Regions from separate parts of the Anas platyrhynchos genome. Here region 1 is linked to region 2. The links are chromatin contacts, called in public Hi-C maps. All regions are on one chromosome and are shown on one strand. The core of a region is the stretch at or near the end of the contact, and the rest is flanking DNA. Distances in the headings are between cores, read along the strand shown. Region 1 holds the start of FBRSL1 (fibrosin like 1). Region 2 overlaps FBRSL1 (fibrosin like 1).

The links. Hi-C and Micro-C count contacts between places; a contact is called where the count stands out from the background.
Region 1: a Hi-C map of liver shows a contact between it and region 2, with 2.6 times the contacts expected there. The contact joins the promoter of FBRSL1 here to the enhancer-like site in region 2. A contact is called at or near these places in 3 of 8 Hi-C or Micro-C datasets (liver, skeletal muscle and subcutaneous adipose tissue).

The regions. Positions count from the first base shown.
Region 1 is chr16:11,933,928-11,941,268 of IASCAAS_PekinDuck_T2T, forward strand. It overlaps FBRSL1 (fibrosin like 1), which reads right to left and starts at 4,321. Exons shown (of 20, transcript XM_072024428.1): 1 at 3,964-4,321. The coding sequence starts at 4,260. LOC139998817 (a long non-coding RNA gene) reads left to right here and starts at 5,252. Exons shown (of 2, transcript XR_011803797.1): 1 at 5,252-7,031.
Region 2 is chr16:11,773,600-11,781,384 of IASCAAS_PekinDuck_T2T, forward strand. All of the region lies in intron 2 of FBRSL1 (fibrosin like 1), which reads right to left. Among named protein-coding and RNA genes, the nearest start is that of FBRSL1, 160 kb to the right of the region's middle. Within about 2 kb of position 3,047, at least 4 of the 8 cell types and tissues checked have an H3K27ac peak or open chromatin away from gene starts, as enhancers often do.

The sequences.
Region 1 (7,341 bases), core at 3,071-5,570, 160 kb after region 2:
CACAGTGTACAGCACACATGTGAGAACAGCCTTATCAAGATAACAGCTGAAGAGCTCATGGATGCTGGCCAGAAGCCTGCGATCACCATGGGGCTTTCTGAACCCAGTGACACCAGAGTGACTCCGGAGTGACACCAGAGCAGTGTCAGTGCTGCCGGGTCTCCAGCTAGGAGCAAACACAAGAGGGGGCAAGGCTCTTGCCCCCCCCGGGGGCTGAGGGTGCCCGTCCTGCTGGCGAGGGCAGCGCCGCTTCCACAAGCTGGGCGCGAATTAAAAGGCCTGGCTTTTTGGCCAGGGGACCTACCACCGCGCCGCTCAACGCGTGTTTGCAAGTGGATTCTCCAGGAGATGCTATAAATAGGTTAAACATTCCTTAAAGGGGGAAAAAAAAAAAGAGAAAAGAGAAACCACAACCCTTACGTACACACCACGAAAGTTAAAATTTCCACAGAGTGTTCCAAAGCTTTGCTGGAATCTGTAAAATTGATAAACAAAAGCCAAAAAGAAAACACAACCCCTTGTCTTTACAACTACTTTGGGAGAACAATTGCTCTCAAAGATCGCATTCATTAACATTCTGATGAAGTTCCCTTTTAGGGCTGTTTTTTGTACTTGAAAGGAACAGCGATGATCAGAGAGAGCCCTCAACTACCGACTCACTCATTTAGCTTCTCTCACTCTGATTCACCAATCACCTTCAAGAATAATTAGCAGCTTCATCTGAACGTAATGAATACACACACATGCTCACATACGTGCCATTCATTTCGGGAGGCGGCCAGAAATCCCCCGTTCCTCGCCACGGCTCAGGACCCATCTCCTGGGCAGCACCTGCCGTGTCCAGGCCGCCCGTGCCGGTGGTCATGGCCAACTCGGGTCCCAGGTTTTCAGCCTCAAAGTCGTGGCCGGGTGGAAAACAAAATGCCCTGCACACCCACCAGCTGCACGGCAACGGATTTATTTGAGAAGATTCAGGGGAAGGAAGGGAAAGGGGAAGTTTTAATTTCATACGCGCAGAAAGAGGCTGCTGCTGCATCCGTGGGCTTTCGGGTTTTTTCCTTAAAATATATATGTATAATCAAATCTGTCTTTACGTGAATAGGGGAGCTGCAAGTCGAATCACAAACTATTACCACAGAAGCAAGATGCGATGTTTTCAGATGACAACTGCCAGGAAAACACTGCCTTGCTAGTTAAATAAAAAAATCCAAAATTCACACGAAGGAGCTAGAAGAGACTTCATAAAGCCACCCCTCAGCATTAACCTTAACTGCTCGCATCACCAGGTCAACACGCGGGAGGCATACATAAAGCACCCATTATTTACAGGAACACCAGCGGTGAGAATTTTCTGAAGTGGGGAAGGGGAATTCACAGTATTTTGAGATAAAGAGAAAAACAAACAGAAAAACCCTTGCCTCTTCCAAACATTTCTGTCGAAGTTCTGCCTAACCATTGAGAAATTTAATTTCCAGGGGGAAACCCAAAACCTAGCTAGCCTATTAAGCTTTATCGCAGATCACTGTAACATCTAATGAAAAACAAACCCAGAAGAAGAACAGAAGAAAGGATCACAACGAACTACCACATATGCAACAAAAGCTCCTTTTAGGATTATAAATTAAATAAAGCAGACTTTCTCAGTTCAGTACAGTTCCTAGGCTGGGCACTCACTTTTATCCTTTCTCCCCCTTCGTGTGCTGTGATGGAGACATGGAGGATTTCAATTCTTATTTATTTCCTAAACATCATTGCAGCAGATTTTAAGTCCTCTTAAAAAAAAATAAAAAATAAAAAAAATTATATATACACACACTGACTGAAATGCAAATCTCCTCCAACCCAGAAGAAAACCACCTGTTGCAGTCAAGTACACTAGAGAGCACAGCTCCACACCACGCAAAATGACCTTGCAGTTTCAGTCATTTACATGGGCATATGCTGCTTTAAAGTAGTTTTGTCTCGATAATCCCCTTCGCTTGCTGCTACACCAAATCTGCCAGACGTCGCCCATTGTCAAAGGCGGTGCTGCACTTCTCGAAGGAAAGCTCACACAATGCAGAGCATTTTCTCCTCTTTCCTGTTGCTGCAACTTATGGAATACACGAGATCATTAGGGCTCCCGGAGCGCCTCAAATGCCAGATACCTCCTGGGTCAGGACCTGCAGGAAAGCGGGGAGCGCTGCTCGCGCTGCTCCTTCTGATGGGCCAGCTGCTACCCCGAGATGCTCAGGCACACGTATCCTCTTGCACGCAGGTAAATACAGAAGGAATCAATTAATTTCAGGTGCTAGTGTAAGAATTCCAGAGGGCACAGTTCATAAAGATTTATATGTACTTTTTTTTTTTTAAGGAAAAAAAAACAGAAGTGCTTCCCCAGCCAGATGTCCTTTGGGGTGGCAGAAGTTTAAGGTCACCTTCTACCCTCACGTGCCCTATTATCAAGGTTACGGTTTGGTTGGTTTGATAACAAGGCATATCCCATTTGAAAAGCACTGAGTTTCCCCTGCAGCCCTGGAGGGACTGTGCTATCATTTGAATTCTATTTCCTGATAATGTGCTCATCATGGTAGAAAATTTCTGCAAGAAGATGAATTTTACTTTCTTCACTGACAGCTCGGCAGAGACTCAGGGCTTTAATTGGACCTATCTGCTGATGCAGATTTGACTAAGAGCATGCCCAAGAAAAAAAAATAATAACACAGACAGGTCTATGGCACTTGTGTAAAGGCACACATAAGCGGATCGCTTGCTCATTATCAGCTGTGTGTAGACAAAGTAGCTGGCTTTCCTGCTAGGACAACACCCCACAAATGACGCTGCGAGAGGCCAAAGAATACCAGTCACCAGCCCAGCACCGGTCACGTTCCCACTCCAGCACGTACACGTACAGGCTGCTCGCCGCCTGCCTAATTTGTGTTTTTGTGGGCGAGGGAGGAGGGCCAGGCTCCCCAAGCCACAACTCCACCATCCCAGCACTGGAATTGATGGCCGAGGCACCAAGGACTTCCCGAGCAGGACAGAGAGCCAAAGGGGATCCCAAGGTCTGGGCGAAAGGTGCTAGGGATCCCAGGGCAAACTTGAACTTACTCACCAACCTCCACAAAATCCTTCATTACTGTAACGTGGGCTAATAGTGAGAGGAAATCTGCGGCAGAGAGCAAACCCAAAACTTTGCCCACGTTTTTTCAACGCAGCACGTCAAAGTGGGCAAAGGCACCAGGGTGGCTCATACGTACTTGGAACTCAAGTTCCTGTGCCTACCGAGCGACTTGTTGGGTGCCCTCCCTCTCGACAGCTCACTTCTTCCCCTCGTACACAAACAAAACAAAAACCAAAAGCCAAAGTCTTTGTTTGTCAATGCCCCTCTGAAAATATTAAATTTCCTGCTCTGCTTAACTTAGCTCAGACAAGGCAGGCAGTATTTGCTCAGCAAATATTGTTTGTAATAAGTTAGACAAGCAATATTTTTTGCCAGCCTATTAACACCAGAAAAATATGTACAGTCAACAAGAGATGAAGAATTTGTTCAATTACTTCAAAAATGGGAATTACAACCAAGGGATTATTATCCATTTAAACATCTCTTTTCCACAAAATGTCAAACACTAGCCATTTGCTAACAATCTCCGGAGACAGATAAAGTAACCTTCTGGCAACGCAAACACAAACTCCGCGAGCCGGGGGGGGGCCGGGGAGGAAGGAGGAGGACAGGAGGGGGGACCCGGGGTAAGGGGGGGCAGGGGGGCACCAGCCTGCAGCAAGTTGCGAGCGGTGCTGCCCGGCATCCCTGCAGGGCTGACAGCGTGATGAAGGCGCAGTAATTGGCATCTACAAAAAAATCAGCAGCGTGCAAGCACCCCGATTCATTTCCCATTTTTAAAAATATATATTTTTTTGTTGGTTGGTTGTTGTGTTTTTGTTTTTTTTTTTTTTTTTTCCCGGTCCCCTTTCGGCTCCTACCTCCAGGGCTTCCAGGGTGTTGAAGCTGGCTATGGCAAAGCCATCGATCAGGTCCTCTTCCTGGGAGCTGGACTCGCGGCGGCGGCGGCGCGGGGGCCGCGCGGTGCGGGCGGCGGGCGGCGGGCCCCGCGGGGCGGTGCAGTTCTGGCCGCCGCCGTTCTCCTTGCCGGGGCTCGGCTCCTTCTCGGAGCCCGACGAGGGGCTCTGGTTGCGGGGGTCGCGGGCCGCCGCCTCCCGCCGCCGCACGCGGTCCCGCTGCGACCGCGACCTCCGGCTCTGCCGGATTTTGCCATCCATCGCCGGAGAAGAAGCAAATCAAAAATGAAAGGATGAAAAAAAAATAATAATAATATAGGGGAACGGGGTGGGGGGGGAGTGGGGGGGGGAGGAGCGGGGGGGATTAAAAAATAAAAATAAGGCCGGGGGTGGGGGGGGAGGATGGGGGCGGGGGGGGCGCGGGGGGTGGAGAAAAGTCGCCCCCCTCCAACTCACCGCTTCCCCTCTCCAAACCCCGGAGCCCTCAAAAAATAATAATAATAATAATAATAATAATTAAAAAAAAATAATCAACAACAACAACAACAAAAAATCCTGCTGTTCAGACCCTCGGATCCAGGGCGATGATAATCCACAGAGCAAGGCTGGGTGGCGGTGGGGCTCGCGGCACACACACACAAAAAAAAATATTAAATCCACGGAATGACCTTGACAAATTTCCACCCCCCGCCCCCCCCACCCCCCCCAAAAAAAAAAAAAAAAAAAAAAAAAAAAAGCAGTAGACGGGAAGAGGAGGGGAGAAAAGAGAGGAGGTGGCGGCGGCGGGGGGGGTATTTCTGGATCAGGACGAGGACACCTCGGGTTCACTCGGCGAGGAAGCGGAGAGGCAGATCCAGGAGGCTCGACCCAGCTCGGGATAAATCCAGCCGCGGCGCCCCCTTCCCTCGGGGGGGTGGGTGGGCAGCACCGCTCCGGGGCCCCCCTCGCTGCTCGGCCGGGGGCCGCCGCGCTCGCCGCCCAACTTTCTTGCCGCGGAGCGAGCCAGACAATCCCCGGGCAGCCCCCGCTGCCGCCGCCGCCGCCGCCGACCCCTCCTCGCCGGGCGCCGCCGCCGGCTCGCAGCCCCCCTCGGGCGCGGCGCCCCCAACGCCGCCGCCGCCGCCCGCTGCCGGCTGGCGCTCGCTCGCTCGCCCGCCCCGGCCCCAGCCCGGCCGCCCGCGGCGCGGCCCCGGCCCCCCGAAGGCGCTCAGTCGGCGCTGCCCGGATGCCGCCCCATTCTCCCCGAGCTGGGACGCGGCGCTAGCACCGCCCGGCCGGCCGCGCATGAGCAGGGCTGCCAGCTGCGCGTCATTCCCCGGCGCAGGCCCGGCCGTGCCCCCGGCCCCCCCCCTTCCTCCTCCTCCTCCTCCTCCTCCTCCTGCTGCTGCCGCCCGCCCCTCGCCTCGCCTCAGCCCGGGGGAGCCGAGGCCCGCCCTCGCCGCCCCGAAAAGTTTTCCCCCCCCCCGGCCCGGCCGCGGGTCCCCGTCTCGCCTCCCTTCCTCCCTGCCCCGCTGGGGAAATGGAGGGCGGCGCGGCCGGGGGAGCTGCTGGGGGCGAGGGGAGGGCGAGGGGCAAAAGGAGGAGCCGAGGGGAGAGAGGGGGCTTGGAAGATGAGGCGGGGGCTGAGGAATGGGGTGGGAGGTGAAGGGGCAGGGGGAGCTGAGGGGTGGGTTGGGGGTCGCGTGAGGGGCTGAGGAATGAGGTAGGGGACGTGAGATGAACAGAGGGACGGGGAGCGAGCTGGGGGATGAGTTGGGGGGTAGGAGATGAGGAGAGGGATGGGGAACAAGCTGAGGGGTGAGCTGGGAGGTGAAGTGCCGGGGGAAAGCTGAGGGGTGAGTTGGGGGTCCCGCGATGGGCTGAGGAGCAACCTGAGGGAAGTCAGGGGATCAAAACAGCCTGCGAGATGAGGTGGGGGTATGAGGTGAACAGAGGGGTGAGGGACAACCTGAGGGGTGTTGGGGGGCAAAAACCAGCTGAGCGATGAGTTGGGGGGTACAGGATGAAGAGAGGGGTGAGGAACAACCTGAGGGATGAGTTGGGAGGTGCAGGGCCAGCGGGAAGCTGAGGGATGTGTTGGGGGTTGTGTGATGGGCTGAGGAACAACCTGGGGGTTGTTGGGGGAACAAGATGAAAAGGATGAGGAACAAGCTGAGGGATGAGTTATGGGAATGATGAACGGAGGGATGAGGAACAAGTTGGGGGTGATGGACAAGCCGAGGGCTGAGCCAGCAAACAAGCTGGGGGACAAGATGATGAGGAGGGTGCAGGGGAGCTGGGCACAAAGGCCAGGGCACAGACAGGGAGAGAGGAGACCCTTCCCCCTTCAGTACCCCCTGCTCTGCATCCATCCGCCTTGCCGAGGCTTCACCTGAGCTCTGTGGTGCAGGAGGAGGCCGCAGTTCCCTCCTTGTTTCCCAGCTCTTCCAGGCCCTCTCCTCGCTCTGGGGTCACCCCCAGGCCTTGGCCAGGGCTCTGTCCCCAGGCCATCCTGGAAGGGGCCCGAGCTGGTGGCCCCACAGCGGCTGTGTGTGGCCCAGCCCCAGGGACAGAGCGGAGCGAGGCGTCTGTGGACCCAGGCCCCCACACAGTGCAGCAGCTGTACCATGCACTGCAATAGTAGCAGGATTTAATCCTCCCGTTATCGTTTTTTATTGCATACGGTTAGATATTACCACACGTTAGCATCACTCCTGGGTACTCCCTTCCTTGTGTTTGGCTGGCTTTGCTCCATTTGACTAAGTTGGCTCCATTCCTCACCTGTTCAGCTGCTTTCCCCTTCCCTGGGGGGTAACCTCGAGTTCTGAATGCAAGAGGAGTAGAAAGATGTTGTGAAATAAAACCTAAAGAAGTCCACTGAGCTTCATAAATAAGCAGGGAAAAAATCTATGAAGGAGATCCAGCGTTAGTGGGAGCGCTGTGGAAGCAAGGGGAGCCAGGAAAGTCTCCTGCCACCTGTGTTCCCATTCAATCATCGCCAAGGATGATCGCTTCCTCAGACCCATGCCCTAGCCCTGGTGCAACAGGAACCAGTAGGTAGCTGGAATCTAACCCATGAAAGGCTTTATATGGGGACTGTAATGCCTACCTTTCCTTGCTTTCCTCAGATTCCTCATCTAATTGCAATAACAGAGCAGCTGAAAATTAGCCTCCTTCCACCTGGGCCTGACAGGCTCTTTTAGAAGGATTTCTCATGTCTGGCAACAGCTTTGCCATACCTTACTTAAACAATAGCTAAAATAAATATCACCCTTTTAAAATGTAGCATAGAAATGTCATTTAAATTTAAGCAATTTAAAACCAAAGGTAGAAATCCCATGTGTAGTACAAAGCCTCTTAATG
Region 2 (7,785 bases), core at 1,797-4,296:
ACCTGGGAGAAGTATGGTAAGACTGCATGTGGGAGAGTTTTGCAGCAAAGCCCTGGGAATTCAGAGGTTTTCAACTGCTAAAATAGAAAACCATAATGAAAAGGATGTCTTAACCAACCAACACACGCACCTGTCCTAAGGTGAAATGCTGGGAAGACCAAGCACTGCAGTTTTGCCATACCTGCCCCATTTGCAGAAAGCTGGGATGTGGCTTTTAGGCTGTCAGCACCAGGTAGCTGCTGGCCGGGCAGCCTTTGAGGGCAGTAAAGACAGCAGGAGGCCTGTCCCTATGCTTCCTGCTGAAAATCCCGTGCCTGTGCCTACCTGGGCTCCATCCTGGAGCCCAACAACTCAGCTGAGCCCACCAGCATGACCTCGTACTCCCCACACCTGCCATGCGGGCTTCTCCCCGCAGCCTGGAGGCCACGTGTTGGTACCAGAAATTTCCCGGAGGTTATTCGAGGTCACGCCGCAGGCTAGGAGCAGCTCACTGGGTAGTACGTAGCTCAGCCGAACAAGTCATTTCCTCTACAAATTGTATAATTTAGAATCCTTCTGGTTCCTCCCGGCTCGTGGATGAACAGTTTTGTTTTTTCAGAAGTCACAGCAGCGGGTGGTGTGGTCACATTGTGTAAGATAATACAAAGAGCAAAACAATTACTGTCAAAGGAAGAGACACTGTACCATGGGCTTTCTATTTTTTTACCGTGTCTTTTGAGCAGGACTTCTTGCAGAATCGCTTGTTTGTGTCAAGTTTTACCAGAATGTGTGATATTACCAAACATCTTCCCAAACCAGGAGAGGCTGTCATAAACATGCTTAAATGAAATGGAAGAAAATCACTGATGCTCACTGGGGGTGCACAGCACTTGTGTAGCAGCACGTCAGGGAGGGGGGTTATGGGACAAATCAAACCCCAAAGCCCAGAGACTCTTGCTTCTGAAAAAATAGCCCAAATACTTCAACAGTCATGCTGAAGTCAACACAGCTCAGCCAGTTTACCTGGTAACTCCCCAGGCATTTTACAACATTTACGTGTTGTAAGGGGGGGGCAGTATTCACCCTGTGCCCATCAGCGAGGGGAGCTGTACACGTACGGTGCTGAAGTTTGGGCCCAAAAGCCAGAAGGGTGGAATTAGGGCCTTACTATGGATCTCTATTTTGCCTTTAGGGCTTGTAATGGGATTTTTAATTGCAGCATTTTTTTTAACATCTTTGCTAACGTTTTACAAAAGCTGTAACTTCCAATACCAGACACTTGAAGTTAGCACCACACAACCAGTCCTGTTTTTAAAGCCCCAGATCAGCACCAGCTTTTAAATCAGTAAAGAAATTGGGAAAAGGGGATATTTCCCCGTTGGCTGTTAATCACTAGCAGGCCTGAGCATACATTGCCATAGCTACGATTTTAAGAAAAATACATAAAATCTGCAGTGAACTGATGCTTGGCCTGATCTCAAGTCTGCTGAAGTCAACAGGCACCTTTCCACTGCCTTCAGCATGCTCTGAATCATGGTGCTATGGACTGCATCAGGCCCTTACGATAACCAAAACCACCCGAAAACCCCCAGAAGCACCCTTTTCGTTGCACCCATGCAGCACGTGGCTCTGAATACTGAACTACCAGTTTTCAGCTATGGCCTTCAACTAAGCTGCAAGAAAGCCTGGTGGCTATGTCTGAATTTTGTAATTTGGAAAAATGAGGGAACGAGGAGCAAGCTGGCCCCAAGACTGACTGAGAAAGCTGGGTGTTTTTATGTAGATAGCTCTTGGCTGTGTGCCCCCCACCCGCAAACTGCTCTGTGTCACTACACAGGGGCAGCAGGACCTGTCAATATTGCCAGTACTGCCAAGAAGAGTTTGTATCACGATAGAGGCTTCTGGAATTAAAAAACACCACCACAGAGTAGCAAACAAACTGTGCAAGGACGGTGAGACGGCTTTGGGCAGACCTGCCCCCAGCCCAACCTTCCGGCCTCCTCTTTGCCCTAAAAGCACGGGCTGGTTCTCCAAGCAGCCATCCTGCGTGCTGGAGCCAGCTGATGGCCAGCAAAACCACACCGGACTTGTGCCTCCTGCATCCCAAAGCCTCTGGCTGCTCTCCCCAGCGAGGGCAGGGGCAGGAGGGGGCTGCCGCTTGCTCTCGCTGCCACCGCCGCGCTTCTGCCGAGCAGATGCGGTGCCAGGAAGGCAGCGCCTGCGAGCTCCCGCTTGTTCTCAGGCCTGGCAGTGATGGATTGCGTACATCCACGGGTTGGGCACAAACCAGCTGTCTATCTGTCTTCTCCAAACATCTTGCTTCGGTTTCTGTATTATAAAGGTGCCAATGCCTTGTTTCGGGATGCCTCCTGCATAATGAGCACACATTTCTCTGAATATTTTACTGTCACACAGACGGACTGGACTTTTTTTTTTTTTTTTAATTTTGAAGTGCTGTTACTCCCTCCACCGCACGTTTTCTATAATAAAGGTCTTTATGTTCCCAAAGGCACAAAGCTGAAATGACAAACCGCGCTACAGCTTCTGTCTGTACAGAAAGCCATGCACACACGTCCCACTGTCTGCTGCTGAAGCCCGTGCTGCCTGCCTGCCTGCCTGCCCTCCTCCCACTCCTGCCCAGCAAGGTGCTGCCGCTGCAGGCACCGCTGAGCTTCACCTGCACCATCGACTAGGGGGAAAAATGGAGAAAATCCAGCTGGTGTTCCCCTCACAGCCATCTACACCAACACCAAAGGGTAAAGAAGTGCACGAGCTTTGCAAGGAGCCTGAGGCTGCCGTGTCCCATGCTGTAGGTACGCGCATCCTTCGTGCTCGTGTGCTCCTGCGCTGCGTGTCCAGGCACATGCATGGCTTTGTGTGGGATTCAGGTACCACACGGATGTCTGGGGGAAAGGGCTGTAACCAGCACCTACTCAAGACAGTGAACTTGGCAAAAAAAAACAAACCAAAACAAAAAAAACAGCTGCTGAATTCGGGTCTGTCAACCACCAGAATGAAGCAGCAATCGCCCTTTGAAAAGCCTTCCAGTCCTGTGGCGAAAGCCGCGATAAAACCGCCGTGCTGTCCTGCAAAGTCAAAGCAATTCCCAGGGAACACCCTGGATCTGACTGCAGCGTTGCCTATATAGCAAAACCAAAACACAGATAAAAGACATTTCCCCTTTTCTCTCCTGGGAGGAAAAAAAAAGAAAAAAAAAAGGCTTTTTAGGTTGAGAAAGAGATCACAGGGAAGAAAAATATGTAGGAGTCCAGACGAAAGGATAGAGCTGTAGACCAGGCACCGCTGCATCTGCTCCAGCTACTCACAGTTGCTTAGAAAAAGAATTATGAATTTTTCTCTCTTTAGATGTCTTGCCTGGATGCTTTAAAGCAGCCTCAGAGGAATGTGCTCTTGGGTCTGAATCCCGTAGGAAATTATCCTTTGTGGTAGATGGTCTCCCCTTGGGGCCTGTCTGTGTGTTTTGCTTTCATGTAATCCTCCCACCTTGGTTTTCTAATGTAATGCTATCCACATTATTATAGCTCTTTGATACTCTCAAATGGCACTTACTCATGTTGTTGTATTTTCAGCTCTTCCAGACAGGGCCTGACTGGCTTGGATGGCTTGTGGTTCGTGCCATAAATATTTAGTTAAGTCACCAAAAGATATTATGAAGCAATTGCATGCCAGTGGCAGACAGCGCGTACACGACTGCCTGGGCCGTTTGCTCTTTCCAGGCGGGATGTGCTGGTGATGTGCCCCACAAAAACAGCAGAAGACGAAAACTCAAGCGCTGTTCTGCCAGGGTTTACTGACAGCTACCAGTTTTGTGCTTGGGCTATTTTACGTAGCAGTTCCCTTTTCTTTCTACAGCTTCTGTTCCAAGAAAGTTCAGCAGCTTACATGCAATTTCAATTCAGCTCATTGTGAGACTGAGATAAAACTTTACCAACATCACGCTGCGTCCAGCATCCCGACCTGCAGACAGGACTCCTCCTATGCTACCTGTGACTGAAGCTCTCTCAAAAGATATGAATCTTTGCTGCCACTACTGCTCTCATTTGCAACGAGAGCAGGGTTTTGTGGTTTCCTTTCTAGTTCCTCTGCATCACACAACCTCAGCATTAGGTTTGCATCATCTTCGTTGTCTCACCGACGCACCACGGGAATGTAACCAGAACGCGAGCCTCCACTTTGGGTGTTCTCTTTCCTTAATTCTGGCATGAATTTACACCCTGACAACTTGGATCTTTAATATCCCTCCTACACACACGCACAGAGACAACTTCAGTACCTCCCCCGCTCACACAGCAGATACCCTTAAAAACATGAATCAACGTTTACCCGCAGTTTTCCTACTGTGCTATCTAACTACCAGCAGTTATCCCCAATGTGGAGGAACAAACTCAAACACCGCTATGTGGCTGACTGCTCTCCCGCGGTTTCCCTCTTGAAAGTTATCTCCAAATTGTACTGCAGGCTTCAGTAATAGTGAGGAAACGCAGCCCATCAGTTAGGGTAACAGAATATAGGAGGCCTGGCTCTGCTGCTAACCCTCCCCTTGGCTTGCTAGATGCCCACAGGTAATGGGTGTTCATCATGAGCCCACCTCCAGTTTTCCCATCCGTAATAATGCAAAAATAATTCTAAATTTTTCTGCAGAAGACTAGAAAATCAGTAACACAAGTTACATTTTGTAGCTAGTTGATCATTACAAACAACTGTGCGCTGCCTCAAGCTCCGTGCTTTTTTCTAACACAAACTATTTCACCGACACTACACAGGTAAACTTCACAGCATGTGTGAGGTGAGAGCAAGCACGCTCATTAATGGTACTTCCCCTGGAATTTTGAACGTTTCTCTGAACAAGAAACTCAATCTTGGCCTAAAACTGTAATCACATCCCAGTTAAGCCGTTCCATCGCTAATACAAGCTTCACTACTACAGCTACGTGAATTTCTGGCTTCTACTGGTCCCCACTTAATGCATTACAGTGATCACAGCACAGGACTCAAGCAAGCCCCGCGTGTGCCTGTGTCTAAGGAGGGCTGGCACCAAGGCGAAATGTTCACTTCCATTCAACGTGATCCATCCTGAGCTGGCGGCAGCCCTGCAGCCGTGCCACCAAAGCTCTGGCAGTGGCGGTGCAGCAGGTCTGTGCTGTCTTCCTGTCAGCCGTGCAGAAAAGCAGCAGAAGTAGGAAGAGGTTTAGCTCCACAGCAGTGAATTGGCACAGCGCAGCTGCAGCCTGCTCGAGCTTAAGGAAGAAGGAAAACAATTTGGGGCTCACATCTGCGCAGCAACTATTACGAGAACGTACCCATCTCTGTTCCACCCAACACGACCTAGCTATGCAGCTCGCTCTGGCTGATGACATTAGCTTTAGGAAACTCTCAGCATGTTTATTTTGCAAACAGCATTTTGCTTGAAAATTACAAAAGAATCAGAAGTGCCACTTGCTGTTAGACAACATTATAATGCAAAATGAAGCACAACTATTGTGATGGGAGAACACATTCATTAACTCAAGAGAGTTGGCAGTCTTCTGATATTTAAAAGATTTTTCTCAAATCCAACCCCCTGGAGTCATGTGATGAAAAATCTAAATTTTCTTCCTTTGAAAAAGCATTTTTAAACAGCCCGTGTAACTGCAGGAGCTGAAAGTTACTTACCTAAAGGGCAAATACAATGCTTTTAAAATTTAATATTGAAGCATCATCTATTTTCAGGGCAATATTGCAATTCTGAACATTAGATTTGACAACTCTGAACAACCACCACACACAACTTCTCTTGCTCATCTCTATATCAAAACCTAAATTACTCTTTGTTTTATCTTTTAGACGCAGCTTAGCACTGCTTAAAAATGAAGACACTGAAATGCTCAGAAGCAATGGGCCTGATTTCCACTTCTGTTAAAGCTACTTAATTGTGCTGACTTGCAAATGGTTACGATTAACATCAGAATAAAGTAGAAATCGTAATCAATAGATCCTTATGCCATACAGTGGTCTTTGGCACCGCTTTAACGTGAAAAATCTGTCTTCCTTTGAGAATATTCACAAGGTGTGCTTCACTGGAAAAGTATCTAGCAGCCTGGGTCTTGAAAAATTTCCTTTCTAGAGGACGCATCTTCTAAGCGGGGCCTTTGTGAAGAGCACAAATGGATCTATGCAAAGTCTCTGACTTCTGTGATAAATGAAATTGGATGTGTCAAGTTGCATAAGAACAAAAAGAGACCGTCACATCCTTTGTAGGTGCATACAAAATAAAAATAAAAAAAAAACGAGTCTAGCTATCACTTATTTTCTTCATGCACAAAGAACCAGCAGCTTGGTAGAGGTCAAAGAAAACAAAACAAAACAAACAAAAACCAGACATATCCAAGCTTTAGTTCCTCGTAGCATATTTGGGTTTGGAAAGCCACCCTTTGCGCTGCCATCCCAGCTTTACAAAGCACACAGAACAGCCTCGCTTGTCAGGCCAGTGAAGGAAAACATCAGCAAGCTGGCAGGACGTAGATGAATGAAGCTTAATGACAAATGGGGAAAAAGAGCAGAACAACACTGAATCTGGTTTCCTTCTGCCTTCTGCAGTTTGCCTACACAACTGCTAGAGCCACAGTCCTTTCAGTACTGCTAAAGCTAATTAGATCTGCACAGCTAGAATGGAATACATTAAGGTTAAAAAAAATTACCCTCTGAACCCACTAGTACATATCCACAGGAACTATTCATTTAAACCTCAACTTAAATAGGTATTTATCTTTGTGCTCTGAATTCCAATATACTTCATTTTCAATTTAACCTCTCCTCTTTTATGCTTTGTAGAAGTTGTACATGGTCATTTATGCAGAAACCTAATATGTATAAAAAATTCAAACAATTGGAAGAGCCAAACATTTTAAAGGGCCAGCAATCGAACACACAGCCCCCAGCCCCACGGAGAGCTACAGGCAGAAACCACCAAACGCACGGTGGGAAACATTCTGCATTTCACGGCCCTGACATCACTGGCAGAACACGAGAAGGCAGAGCTAAAGGACAAATGGAGGCCAGACCCTCCAGTAATGTAAACTGGAAAAATAACTCCTCTGGCTGCAAGCTGCCTCACATTGCCAGGCTGACAAACACTCGCTGAAGCCAGCGGGGCAGCCTGCGAGGAGAAGCAATGCTCCCGGTGAGGAGAAGGCAGCAGGTATGGAGGCCAGGTGGGCAGCCACGCAGTTCAAGAACTGAGCTGCAGAGCTGTGCTCTGCTTCCCCACGAGCCTTGTGCCAGCACGCTCATCTGTGCGGGGCTGCGCTTCCCTTCCCAACACTGCCGCTCACCGAGTCAGGCTGGCTGACCTAATCCCCTGCAGCCAGAAAAATAAAGAACCAAGGACTGTATCGGGGGGATTCATCGTCCAGAGATATGAGATATGTTTCAACTACAGACACAAACCCTTACTCCTCTTGCCGGCTGAATGCAGCCCGCTTACACAGGTGTGAAGTCACCGACTCTCCTTTGCTACGCAGCGCTGTTCCAGCACTGAGTTACTCAGAGCAGACCAGCCCGAAATCCCCACACAAACATGCACAGCAAGATGCTCTCAAGACCTTTGCTTTTCCATGATCCATTTTAGAACATTTTGACTGGGCCCAGAGACTGTCATTTGTACCCTTGACTCACAATCAAGGGCATCTATATTTTTTCAGTCCGAGATGCAGATTTAATAGCTGTGTGTTAGCTCTGAGTCTCTGCAAGTCCAATTCCTGCTACAAGCACATGAAAAGTTAGACTGGGTTTCCATCATATGCCATC